Regions from separate parts of the Sus scrofa genome. Here regions 1, 2 and 4 are each linked to region 3. The links are chromatin contacts, called in public HiChIP or PLAC-seq and promoter capture Hi-C maps. All regions are on one chromosome and are shown on one strand. Each heading gives the region's core, a stretch centred on a gene start, on an enhancer-like site or on the middle of the called end of the contact. The rest is flanking DNA. Distances are from core to core; before and after follow the strand shown. Region 1 has its middle 45 kb from the start of PGM2. Region 2 overlaps RELL1 (RELT-like protein 1). Region 3 holds the start of RELL1 (RELT-like protein 1). Region 4 has its middle 22 kb from the start of PGM2.

Region 1 (3,130 bases), core at 244-2,743, 72 kb before region 3:
ACCCTCCCAAAGAAAGCTGTGTTGAGCTAAGTTTTGCTTGAGGCTGAGAAGTCTCTTCATCTGAGGATCAGTGGCCCCCCTTGGGGCACCCCCACCCCAGGAAATTGCTGGGCTTTCCAGTCCAGATCCTTTCTGCCTTTACCTGTGTCTCAGCCTAGACAGCTTTGAAGGTCCAGAAGCAGTCATGAAAGAACCTACAAAGGAAGTTTCTAGAAGCTGTGGAGAAAGAGGACAGAGTGAAAAGCAGGTCATTTAATTATATTTTCCTTTGCCTTTGTTTCTCCTCCTTACTTATTCTCTTCATGAGCTGCTGTTACCGTGGAAAGGCTCTTGTCTCATCACAGAAGGAATCAGAAACTAGAAGGAAATTGAGAAGGCAAAGTGAGGATTTATTTAAGTGAGAAACAAGCCTCCAGAGGGAAGGCAGGCAGACAGGTGAGCAGTTGCCCTGCGTTTCTTTAGCAAGTGGGTTAGGAGGGGCATACAAATGAAGGGGCGGAGTATTCACTGGGGATCCTATACCCTGATTTTCTTTTTTTTAATTTAAAATGATTTTTATTTTCTCCATTATGGCTAGTTTACAGTGTTCTGTCAATTTTGTACTGTACAGCAGGGTGACCCAGTCACACATACATCTATACAGTCTCTTTCTCACATTATGCTCCTTCATGCCCCATCATAAGTGACCAGATAAAGTTCCCAGTGCTATACAGCAGGATCTCATTGCTCATCCATTCCCAGGGCAACAGTTTGCATCTATTAACCCCAAATTCCCAGTCCGTCCCACTCCCTCCCCTTCCCCCTTGTCATTTATCCAGATTTTCATTCCAGCTCCACCTTCCTGAAGGGGGGAGGGATTTTTGTCCTTATTTAACTTTGATTGGAAGTGTCCTGAGCCTTGGTCCTTAATGGAATTTTTTTATCTGTAAGGCTAATTTTATTGCAATGAGGAAGTAACGAGCAACAGGTTACATTTGAATGCTGGAGATTCCTGCCTTTTCCAACCTTTCTTTTTCTGCCTCCAGGACACTTACCACCTCAAATGTGTGGTTTCCAGTCAGTTCCTGCTTTTCTTTTTCTGCCATGAGACACCCCCCAATCCCTCACCCCTCCTTCTTTTTGCTGCCCTGGGACCCCCTGCTGTTTGCAAGATGCGTGGTTTCCTGCCAGTTGGCCTTTGGCCTCTGTTTCTCTGTTCACACCTACCTCTCTGCCTGCTGTAACACTGCCACAAAACTGTGGGAGGAGCAAAATCTCATCACCTTAAAATCCATCTAGATGGGACATGGTGGAGGGATTGAAATTACTATTTTTCTCTTTTGGCAGAAAATAAAAGCACCCAGGATAATCCAGGTGTGGAGGGCTGGTGTACATATGGAAGAGATCATAAAGCTCTAGAGTTTGTTTATATGGACATCTAAGTGCGTGGGAATCAGTGCAGAGTTTTGTTTTCTTTTTCTTTAGTTCAACCTGACGAATGGTCTTCCGAAGTGACCTCACCACATTTGCATAGTGCAAACTCTTCCTCTGATCAAGGTGCACGTCTCCATGGATGGGGTTGTGGGGAGACCACGAAGGACAGAGCAGTTCTTGTGGACCCAGTCGATGGTGTGGATAACATCTTTAGGAGGTTATAAAAGGTCATAACAAAACAATCATGCATTCTGACAGGGGTAAGCTGTAGGAGAAACTGTCCCAATAAGAAGGAAGAAAGGAGAGACCTCAGCCATGATGACTAAGCAAAGTCCAGCCAACTGCCCCTAACCACCCTCCCCCACACATCTGCTTCTGTGAACTTGTTTCCACACCTACTCCCTCGCCTGACCTCACTCCGGTCCAACCAGCCAAGCACGGACCCGGAAGAGGTAGCCCATAAAAGCCTTGTGAAACCCTTCTTCGGGGCTCAGACTCCGGAGAGCCATCTCCTCTGAGCCCGCCGGCAAAATAAACCTGAAGTCTCCAACTCTCCGAGTACTCGCTGGGTTTCTCGCCCCGTAAAAGAGCTGATCCACTGCAGCCACAGAGCTGCTGGAGCTGGGACACTACAGCCACAGGGCTGTCGCCAGAGCTGATAACGCTGCAGCACAGGGCTGCTGGGCAGCTGCTGTAACAAAACAACCATCCTCCCAGCCTTGAATCCCCTAATAAGGTTTCTAGGAGGCGCTGGTTCATCATTACCCTTTGAGAAAGGGTAGAATGGCATGTCTCCTCAGGGCAGCTTTTTCTTCTGGCAGCAATAATTGTTTAGTTCATTATTTGTATTCATTCAGACTCATTGACCTTCACATTATTTATCTATTTTTTTAATTTTTTTTTGGGGGGTCTTTTTAGGGTCGCACCCGAGGCATATGGAGGTTCCCAGGCTAGGGGTCCAATCGGAGCTGTAGCCGCCGGTCTACGCCTCAGTTACAGCAACAGGGGATCTGAGCCACATCTGCGACCTACACCACAGCTCATGGCAACGCGGGATCCTTAACCCACTGAGTGAGGCCAGGGATCAAACAGGCAACGTCTTGGTTACTAGTCCAAGACAATGGTTTGTTAACCATTGAGCCAACCTTCACATATTTTTAAACAAAAGAAACATTTTCAAATGGAGATCCGTCATGATTTTCTGTTTTTTTTTTTTTTTTTCTTCAGGGCCACACCTGCAGCATACAGAAGTTCCCAGGCTAGGGATCAAATCAGAGCTGCAGCTGCCAGCCTACACCACAGCCACAGCATCTCAGGATCCGAGCCATGTCTTCAAACCTACACCATAGCTCACAGCAATGGCAGATCCCCAACTCACAGAGCAAGGCCAAGGATTGAACCCATGTCCTCATGGATGCTAGTAGGGTTCATTACCACTGAGCCGCAATGGGAACTCCAGGATTTTCTTTATAAGCATTATGCATCACTGTAATTCTAGCTTTTTGCCACTGAGAAGAGTGAGTTATTTTCAAATGTTATTACAAGCCTGCACTTTCCTATCATTGCAGATCACCTCTCACCCAATCTGCAGGCAGGATGGTAACCAAGATTGTTGGAACCCTGTTGTATGGGTCAGTGACTCTCCATTCTGGGTTGAGGGCATGGCTGTGTGCAACAATTATACTCTAACCAACCAATGCACATTTACCATTGAGCC
Region 2 (2,863 bases), core at 54-2,553, 67 kb after region 3:
CTGGAGCGCTTGGCACGGCAGTGCCTGGTACGTGGAAGGCACTCTGCAAATGTCAGCCACTCTCGTGATGAATCAGATGGTCTTTTTCTTCCTTAACCCCCTGTTCTTTGAGGTCTTGGTGTGAACGGTCCATCATCTGTTTAGGCTTCTAGTTTCTTAAAACATGGCTCTAATTTTTAAAGGGACCAGATGCTTTTTAACAAGGCACGCATATGTCCTAATCAAAGCTGTATTGTGGCTTCTGTGCAACCTTAACATAATAATGGAGTTAGAGCTTTGTCTTTATCATTAGAATGGCATTGTAAGCCATAAACTCTAGAGAGGAAGAGGATCTCTTCCTTCCAGACAATTTTTTTCCGAGGTTCTTCATTTCTCTCCATCAGTCTTGTTTTATGATGAAATGGTCACACTTGGGATTTCTTTTCTTCTTCTTCTTCTTTTATGTAATTAGAGTGCTTTTGAAAAATTGAAGGAGAGTTGATTTACAGAGTTGTATTTCTGGGGCACAGCAAAGAGATTCCATTCTTTTTAAAAATATTCTTTTCTATTATGATTTATCATAGGCTATTGAATCTAGTTTCTTGCACTAAACAGTAGAACCTTGTTGTTTATTCATCCTATAAGTAATAGCTTACATCTGCTAAACCCCAGCCTCCCACCCTATCCCTCCCCCAAGCCTCCGCACTTCCCCTGGGCAACCTCAAGTCTGTGTTCTCTATGTCTGTGAGTCTGTTTCATAAATAGGTTCATTTGTGTCATATTTTAGATTCCACATAAAACACTTGGGATTTCTGAGTTGTCTTTTCAATGTAAGGAAGTTTGGCTTCACTTCCCCCAGCCTGAGCACTCACTAGTGTAAGACAATAATCACCAAATTCTCCCCCTACCCTCACCCCCTAAAAAGATAGGTCAGCGTTATTAAATGTGGGGGGGCCCTATGGCAATGAGAACTGGAGAATAATTCGTTTTCTCCCCCTCTGGTCCATTGCTGCTAGATTTCTCTAGCATCTATGCCAGCTCCCTCCTGTTTTCTGACTGCTGTTTGCCCATACAGAAGGCACCATTTAGCATTAAAAGCTGTGGTAAAGAAATACTATTTTACAGCATGTGTTTGGTTGTGACTATGGTCATACTCACAGCAATAGAATGGAAGGAGAAGAAATTTAACAATGTCGAATGTACCATGACACAGTTCCGGAAACAAGGCTACCACTGGAAATTTACAGGCGTACAGAATGTGGTATCTTCTTTCCTCTTGGTTGTCACCCCAGTAAGATAGGTATTTACCTGGAAATAGATAGTTGCTGTGCTGGTCAAGTGCTCCCTGTTGTTAAGGGTGTGTTTGTGAAGAGCAAGAGCCCAGAGCTGTGAATCAGAGCTGGGGAGCTTTCGACAGAGCCCGAGAAAGGTTAACTTTCCTTTTTCTGCCTCGTGTCTGGTGTGAGCGATCCAGACTTGAAGCAGCTGTTTGTATCTGTCCCTTCCGCTTTCAAAGACACTGTGCACAGTGCAGTTTTAATTAGCCAAGGAAGGCCGTACAAAGAAAGCCAGTGTGATTGGATGATGGTCATGAAAACAATAGCTAACTTGGAGAAGGGTCTGGTATTAAGCACTGCACATACATCATCTTATGCAAAACCCCCAACGACCTTAGGAGGGAACTCTGTAGGGAGGCCGAGGCTTCACAGCTAGTCAGAGGGTGTGGATGTGGGGACAGGCCAATATCTCCGGATCCCTCCTTCGTAACCCAGCCCTCTGTCCTTCCTGCCCACTCCTGACCAGTGGTCAAACTTGTGCAAAGAACACTGGGAATTTCTACTGCGTTGGAATGAAGAGTCTGACTGTGATGAAAGACCCCAGTCTGGGCCTGACATCCTTTGCTCTTGACCTTCTTGTTTTCCTTGATACAAAAAAAGTCCAGGTCTAAGAGAGCAGGTGATAAAAAGAGAGAGAGAGAGAGAAAGACATAAAAATAGTTGAATACCTATTTTCTAGATAATGGCCTAGTTTGAAGTATTACTGGGAAAAGTCTCTCATCTTTTTAAACTTTTTTTTTTCTTTTAGGACAATTTGTCTATTTTTCCAGCTCTGGCCTTTCTACTTTTTTCCCTGATAGTGTCTTCCACATTAATCAACCCAGTATTCAAATGAACTTATTCCCACATTTGAGTTTGTTTGGTTTTTATGGTCCAAATTCATGGTTTAGCCGTGTAAGGTTGTGGCAATGCAGTACAGGGACTTAGTTATTCATTTATAATTAAGAACTTGGTTCATGCTGTTTTTTATTTTATTTTATGCGTTTTTTTTTTTTTTTTTTTTTTTTTAGGGCTGCAGGTGCAGCATATGGAAGTTCTCAGGCTAGCAGTCCAATCGGAGCTGTTGCTGCCGGCCTACACCACACCCACAGCAACACCAGATCTGAGCCACGTCTGTGACCTACACCACAGCTCAATCCCGGATCCTTAACCCACTGAGCAAGGCCAGGGATCAAACCCACATCCTCATGGATCCTTGTCCGGTTTGTTGCCACTGAGCTCTGCAGTGGAGCCATGACTGGTTCATGCTATTTTAGAGGGCAGCTCCTTTTCAGCTAAAGGGGAAAGCATCCTTTACCCACACATTTAGTTTGGGAAATCTCTCTCCCTCCTTCACACACACACACACACACACACACCCATTGTGAGTATTATAACTGTCAGCAGCAGTAAAGGATAACATGGATAATGTTAGACTACATATCCTGAAGGATGAGATATTTGTAAAGGATGTACTTGTCTGTAAAATAAGTACTTATTTGAATAATAAGTACAAAGTAATACTCCAATAAAGACATCCTATTGATTTTTTGCTATTTCTTCATATT
Region 3 (3,216 bases), core at 71-2,570:
TTCCTTCCACCTGCCTTCTCTCTCTCTCTTTTTCTTTCTCTCTCTCTCTCTCTTTTTTTTTTTTTTGTTAGAAATGCACTTGGACCTCTTTCTCCTGCAGCCATTCTGTTTTTATGCTGGTATAAAACTGCTTCACCTGCCAGACTGCAGGATGTGTGGATATCTGTGCACAGGACACACAGTGCGTGCCTTTGGCTTATAAGGGCAGAAAGCTGCATCCTTCAGCCCCAGCCTTCAGCCCCAGCCATCTGCGGCAGCCTGAGCTTCTGTCACTGGGAATTTCCAAATCAGTGCAAATGTTTATGAGCCTAATAGACTGTGCAGAGAACCCAGCAAGGAGATTTTCCTTGGAAAACCCGAGGCTAGCAGCCAAGGAAGAGCCTAGTTCTGTGAGAGCCCCCAGTGCCCACCCTCTCCCCTTGCTGGTATTCTTGAGTATTTGTTTAAGTTCTGACTACCTTGTTTAGAGTCTCTAAAGGGCAGTAAAGAGGGAACTACTCAGATCAAGACTCTGCGTCCAATCGCTGCTTGTGATGATGATTCAACTTTAAAACCCACTTCCGACCTTATTGAGTGAGCGCTGTCATGAGCTAGGCGGGGAGGGCGCAGCAGTGAGAAAACACAATGAAGACAAGGTAATTCTAATTTATCGCGGGGGCCCGGCCCCCGTGGGTTTACTCCCTAGCTTATGGAATAAGGCCACTACTCACCTCACAAAGCTGACGAGACGATACAAGTAAGTGACCAGGCACTTGAGTTACTTCGTGGGAGTATTTGCAAGGTGCAATGTAGGCACATGGTTTTTTAAAAAAGGCATTTCCCCTTCCGCCGGAGGTATGTAGAGTTTTTTTCCCCAATAGGAGCAGCTTAAATGGAAGAGAAGATAGGAAATTTACGTGATTTGGCTTTTCTCATTTTCAAACATTGAAACGACATATTGCACAGCGCCCCTCCCCGGACAAGTCACGGAGGAGAATGCCACCTGAATAGAGATGCCAACAGAGAAAAGAGATTGTGCTCATTCCAAAGCTGGCCTTGTTTGCCCATCCAGAGCTTCCTGACATGTTCCTGACAGAGCCCGCGTGGCTGGGAGGGGCTGGACCGAGTTTGGCGGGTCTTGGCCCGATGGGCGGGGCGAGGGGCGGGGCCACGGCCTATCTAGGCGGCGGGAGCCGAGGATTGACTGGTCGAGGAAGCCGGCGCGAAGGAGAGGCCGAGCCAGGCTGAGGTGGGCGGATCCGGGGGCGGGGTGACTAGTTGCACCTCCCACCCTTGCAGGCGGATCCCTGGGCTTGGCAGGGAGAGGCCCGACCGGGCCGAGGTGGGTGGGGCCTGAGGGGAGGGTACATTGGGGCGGGGTGTGCAGCGCGCGGGGGCTGGGCTCTGCCAGTCTGTCCGACCGCGGACTCGAGAGCTGCACACCCTATTGGAGCCCGGGACGCGGCACCCCGGGGGAGGAGGGCGAAGAGACGCGGGGATGGCTCTGCGGGGACTCCCGGGGTCCGCCGTCCTCGCCGCTGCTGTCTTCGTGGGAGGCGCCGTGAGTTCGCCACTCGTAGCCCCGGGTGAGTGCCTTGTCGCGGCCCGGGCGCGCCGGAGGAGGCCGGGGATCGGGACGGTAGTCCCGCTGTGCTCAGAGCTGGTCTTGTCCTGGCACAGCCTCGGGATCCCGGTGCTGAACCCCTGGCTGGGGACAGTGGCCCGGGCCGGGTGCGGCGCGTGGGGATGGCTCCCATCCCTCCCTTCCCGCCTGCCGGGCTCCCGCCTTCCCTCTTATCGCCGAGTCCCCCAAGGACCTGTAACCCCCCGCCCCCACTTCCGAGCTGTCTGGCGTGTAGGGACCCGAACCGCCCTTGCCTTTTTCCAGAGCCCTGCGCCTCGGAGCCCTGAGGACCCCTTTCCTGCCCTTGTCCTCTAAGGCCCTGCGAGCGGAAGATCGTGACACAGAGGACCCGGTGCTCTGTCGCCGCCTTCCTCACCTCTTCATTTTTTTTTTTTTTTAATTTTGAAAGTTGAGGAGTTCCAATTGTTTTCCTTTCAAAGTTTTCATTTATTTTAGTGATTGATAGATTCTTGTAACAGGTTGGGGATTTCTGAGTTCTGACCACACATCCTGAATAAATCAGGCTTGGAAAGTGGGAAGGCGTGTTTGTAAACTTACCTTTATTTTTTCCCTTTGAGTCGATTCCTGTCACCACAAAAGGAACCTTCTGTGGTCAGAGCAGGAAGCCACCAGCAGAGATGATAAAATGCTCTGCCCAGTGATGAAGTGGGAGCAGGAGTTTTTCACTAAAATCTCCGAGAAGGTGTACTTTTACCGGAGTCCTTTCTTGCATTCTTGTTTTTATACCTGTAGACACCGGGGATTCCTTACCACTGGTCCCCCTCTTAATTGCAGCCTTATAGCAGAGGTTAAAAAAAAATAGTAAACGCAGAGCTTCTTGGCCAATTGGGGTTACTACACCCTGGAATCATACGTCAGCAAGCTCTTCCAAGCTTGAGCAGCTCCTCTTCAGGTCCAAATAATAAGCTAGTAACTGGAAGCCTTCCAATAACTACCTCCATCATAAAAACACGTATACTGCTTTCGCTCTTGAGAAAATCCATTTGCTTACAGCTTTTAAACTGGCTTATCACTTTGGCCTTCACTTTTTCATAGAAACTAGAACATGTCAGGAAAGGAATGGGCTGGATCATATGTCTCCTGAGTCTTTATTAGCAGATCTGTATTTCCTTCAGCATCCACCCTGAGGAAATGGCCACTAGTGACATGTATTATTGGATAGGAGATTTTGGTTTTCAGCTGACATTTCATTACTGAGACAGGTAGTTGTGTAATCAGGTTCAAATTGGACCCAAGGTTGTAGACAGTACTTAGAGGGACAGAGTTAGTTGCTCCAGAAGCATTTAACCTGGGAGGGAAATGGTTAAATTCAGCACATCACCCATGTACTCAGTCACCCATGTAGAATACTTTTGTGTTTTAGTGGATCTTTGAGCAACACCCTACTTTCAGGACTGGAATGTGATGCTAAAAGGAAGCTCTTAATATACAGTATTACACTTTAGAAGAAAGAGATATCAAAAAAAAGAAAAGGGTTCAAAGTACAGATGTGCCAGTGTGACTTGAGACCTGTTTCATGAAGAAGAGATGCCCTGACAACTGGTCCCCGTGAAATCTAAGACTGTAAGGAATGTTTTAGGGACGGCGGGCGG
Region 4 (2,926 bases), core at 331-2,830, 95 kb before region 3:
GTATAACTTGTTACTTTGCTGTGCAGCAGATATTGACAAAACATTGTAAATTAACTATAATAAAAAATTAAAAATATAAAACATAACAAACATTGTGTTGTCCAATCTAATAAAAATTAATGTAAAGGGAGTTCCCGTTGTGGCACAGTGGAAATGAATCTGACTAGGAGCCATGAGGTTGTGGGTTCCATCCCTGGCCTCACTCAGTGGGTTAAGTATCTGGCGTTACTGTGAACTAGGGTGTAGGTCGCAGATGTGGCTCAGAACTGGCGTTGCTGCGGCTGTGGCGTAGGCCAGCAGCTGTAGCTCTGATTCGACCCCTAGCCTGGGAAGCTCCATATGCTGCAGATGCGGCCCTTAAAAAGCCAAAAAAAAAAAAAAAAAAAAAAAGTAAATATTAAGAGACTGTTAATAAAATAACTTATGAGTACCTTGAAATATATTTTTCTCTTTTTTTCTACTATATTAGTTTTCTATTGCTGGATAACAAATTACCTGAGTTTAGCAGCTAAAAACCAATATTTTATATTCTTTTTATCATATTACATCTTTGAAATCTGATGAGCCTATTACACTGACATTTCATCGCAATTCAGACTAGCTTCAGTGCAAGTGCTCACTGCACACCTCTTAACATCCTTTCTGTGTGAAGACACACCATTTATAACAAGGACTATGGGGTCTGGCAATTTAGAGCTTCTTCTAGATCTCAGAAGCAAAAGATCGCAGGATAAATGCACCAGTGCTTGGCACTTGTGCCAACTCCATGTAATTCACTTTGTACCATCTTGGTTTTATAGGAGGCCCATGAATGATCTTAGCCAGATGACCTACCTCAAGATGGGGGAGCTGGGAACTCCAAGGTATGGTCTTAGTCTAGATATCGTGGGAGGATTCTGTCTAGAAAATATCAATGTTCCAAGACCTTGTTTCCTGATAGGCTTAAACTAAAGAAGTTTATACAAGGTACTGGGAGTTCCCGTCGTGGCGCAGTGGTTAACAAATCCGACTAGGAACCATGAGGTTGCGGGTTCGGTCCCTGCCCTTGCTCAGTGGGTTAAGGATCCGGCGTTGCCGTGAGCTGTGGTGTAGGTTGCAGACGTGGCTCGGATCTGGTGTTGCTGTAGCTCTGGCGTAGGCCAGTGGCTACAGCTCCGACTCGACCCCTAGCCTGGGAACCTCCATATGCCGCGGGAGCGGCCCAAGAAATAGCAACAACAACAACAACAAAAAAGACAAAAAAAAAAAAAAGACAAAAAAAAAAAAAGAAGTTTATACAAGGTACAGACAAGATTATTATTAATAGCTTATCGCATTTGTAGCAAAAGTGTTGCAAAATACAACCACAACTCATGAGTACACAGAAAATAGCTTCTGTAGTTCTGTAGCAGGTCTGTTTTTTCCGTCTCCACCTTGAAGACTGGTGATGGGAGTGTATATTGGAAAACAAGTGAACTAGGAAATGTACACACTCTAAGCTTCAGCATTTCCTCCTTAAGCATATAAGACGGAGCTGGAGTCTGCAGACTTTTTCTATAAAATCCAGAGAGTCAATATTTGGGGCTTTGTGAGCCAGAAGATTTTTGGCCCTGCTACTCAGATCTGCTGCTGTGCTTGGAAAGCAGCCACAGACAACGTAGAACTGAGTGAGTGTGTTTATTCCAATAACACTTTATTTGTACACATTGAAATATGAATTTCACATAATTTTCTCATGTCATAGATATTCTTGTTCTTTTTTTCAACCATTTCAAACATACAAATCATTCCCAGCTGTGGGCCATACAAAACCAAGCAGCACACTGTTCTCAAAGAACTACTGCACATGTATAGTAAGGGGCTCTTGCAGGAAAGTTCCAGCAGTGCAGCTCGTAATCACAACAAAATAAGTTCACCCCTGAAGCACAGACCGGAAGCAGTAGTTCGTGATATACTCATAGGGTGGAACACGCAGAGCCCTGAAAATACATGAACTACAGTTACATGTGTCAGTGTGAATGGATCTCAAACACTTAATACTGATCAAAAAAGCAAGTCACAGAAAAATTCATATAGCTGTATTAAAAAAAATTCAACAGGAGTTCCCATCATGGCGCAGTGGTTAACAAATCCGACTAGGAACCATGAGGTTGCAGGTTCGGTCCCTGCCCTTGCTCAGTGGGTTAACGATCCGGAGTTGCTGTGAGCTGTGGTGTAGGTTGCAGACACGGCTCCGATCCAGCGTTGCTGTGGCTCTGGCGTAGGCCAGTGGCTACAGCTCCAATTGGACCCCCAGCCTGGGAACCTCCATATGCCGCAGGAAGTAGCCCTAGAAAAGGCAAAAAAAAAAAAAAGAAAAAAAAAAATCAACAATACAAAGGTAATAAAACTACAAAGAAAGGCAAGGAAATTATAAACAATAATCCAAGAAAATGTTTCAGTTAGGAATGAGGAGAGATGGAGATACATGGGGAAGCACAAAGGAGCTTCCGAGGTACTGGACTTTTCCTATTTCCTAAATTTTCCTGCTGGGCATGTAGGAGTTCCTTTTATTCTCATGTTTTAAAGTGTATGTATAAAGAATATATGCTTATAAATGTATATTTTACTAAAATATAATCTAATATTTAAAAAAGCACCACTACTGAAAAATTGAAACTGGTAGAGTATTTATTACACAGATTTGCTTGCATGTTAGGGGTTTAGCAAATGAATCTTAGTTTTATAGGAAAGGGCGCCCTCTTCAGGCAATATGTCCAATGTTGTTAAAAATTTTGGATAAAAAATGCGGCCTTAAAAAATACCCCCTCCCCGAGGAGTTCCCTTCGTGGCTCAGTGGTTAACGAAACCGGCTAGGAACCGTGGGGTTTCGGGTTAGATCCCTGGCCTTGCTCAGTGGGTTGGGGATCTGGCATTGCCATATGCTGCAGGAGCGGCCCTAGAAAAG

Evidence for each region. Promoter capture Hi-C pulls out the DNA fragments that hold promoters and counts their contacts. HiChIP or PLAC-seq counts read pairs in DNA pulled down with a chosen protein or histone mark.
Region 1: an H3K27ac HiChIP or PLAC-seq map of alveolar macrophages shows a contact between it and region 3. The contact joins the enhancer-like site here to the promoter of RELL1 in region 3. A contact is called at or near these places in 6 of 47 Hi-C or Micro-C datasets (epiblast stem cells, liver, mesenchymal stem cells and 1 more) and 2 of 2 datasets of contacts at active chromatin or transcription factors (alveolar macrophages and skeletal muscle).
Region 2: a contact with region 3 is called in an H3K27ac HiChIP or PLAC-seq map of skeletal muscle. The contact joins the enhancer-like site here to the promoter of RELL1 in region 3. A contact is called at or near these places in 4 of 47 Hi-C or Micro-C datasets (embryonic fibroblasts, liver, skeletal muscle and 1 more) and 2 of 2 datasets of contacts at active chromatin or transcription factors (alveolar macrophages and skeletal muscle).
Region 4: a promoter capture Hi-C map of liver shows a contact between it and region 3, with 3 times the contacts expected there. The contact joins the enhancer-like site here to the promoter of RELL1 in region 3. A contact is called at or near these places in 1 of 5 promoter capture datasets (liver), 7 of 47 Hi-C or Micro-C datasets (embryonic fibroblasts, epiblast stem cells, fetal heart ventricle and 3 more) and 2 of 2 datasets of contacts at active chromatin or transcription factors (alveolar macrophages and skeletal muscle).

Annotation. Positions count from the first base shown.
Region 1 is chr8:29,261,129-29,264,258 of Sscrofa11.1, reverse strand. No RefSeq gene overlaps it. Among named protein-coding and RNA genes, the nearest start is that of PGM2, 45 kb to the left of the region's middle. Within about 2 kb of position 1,493, at least 22 of the 83 cell types and tissues checked have an H3K27ac peak or open chromatin away from gene starts, as enhancers often do. A contact at or near this core is called in alveolar macrophages and liver, where this site is marked.
Region 2 is chr8:29,122,466-29,125,328 of Sscrofa11.1, reverse strand. The region is part of intron 6 of RELL1 (RELT-like protein 1); the gene reads left to right. Among named protein-coding and RNA genes, the nearest start is that of RELL1, 67 kb to the left of the region's middle. Within about 2 kb of position 1,303, at least 13 of the 83 cell types and tissues checked have an H3K27ac peak or open chromatin away from gene starts, as enhancers often do. A contact at or near this core is called in alveolar macrophages and skeletal muscle, where this site is marked.
Region 3 is chr8:29,188,695-29,191,910 of Sscrofa11.1, reverse strand. RELL1 (RELT-like protein 1) reads left to right here and starts at 1,320. Exons shown (of 7, transcript XM_013978589.2): 1 at 1,320-1,565. The coding sequence starts at 1,478. It overlaps LOC106504618 (a long non-coding RNA gene), which reads right to left and starts at 1,087. Exons shown (of 3, transcript XR_001298248.2): 1 at 983-1,087; 2 at 711-866.
Region 4 is chr8:29,284,030-29,286,955 of Sscrofa11.1, reverse strand. No RefSeq gene overlaps it. Among named protein-coding and RNA genes, the nearest start is that of PGM2, 22 kb to the left of the region's middle. Within about 2 kb of position 1,580, at least 5 of the 83 cell types and tissues checked have an H3K27ac peak or open chromatin away from gene starts, as enhancers often do. A contact at or near this core is called in liver, where this site is marked.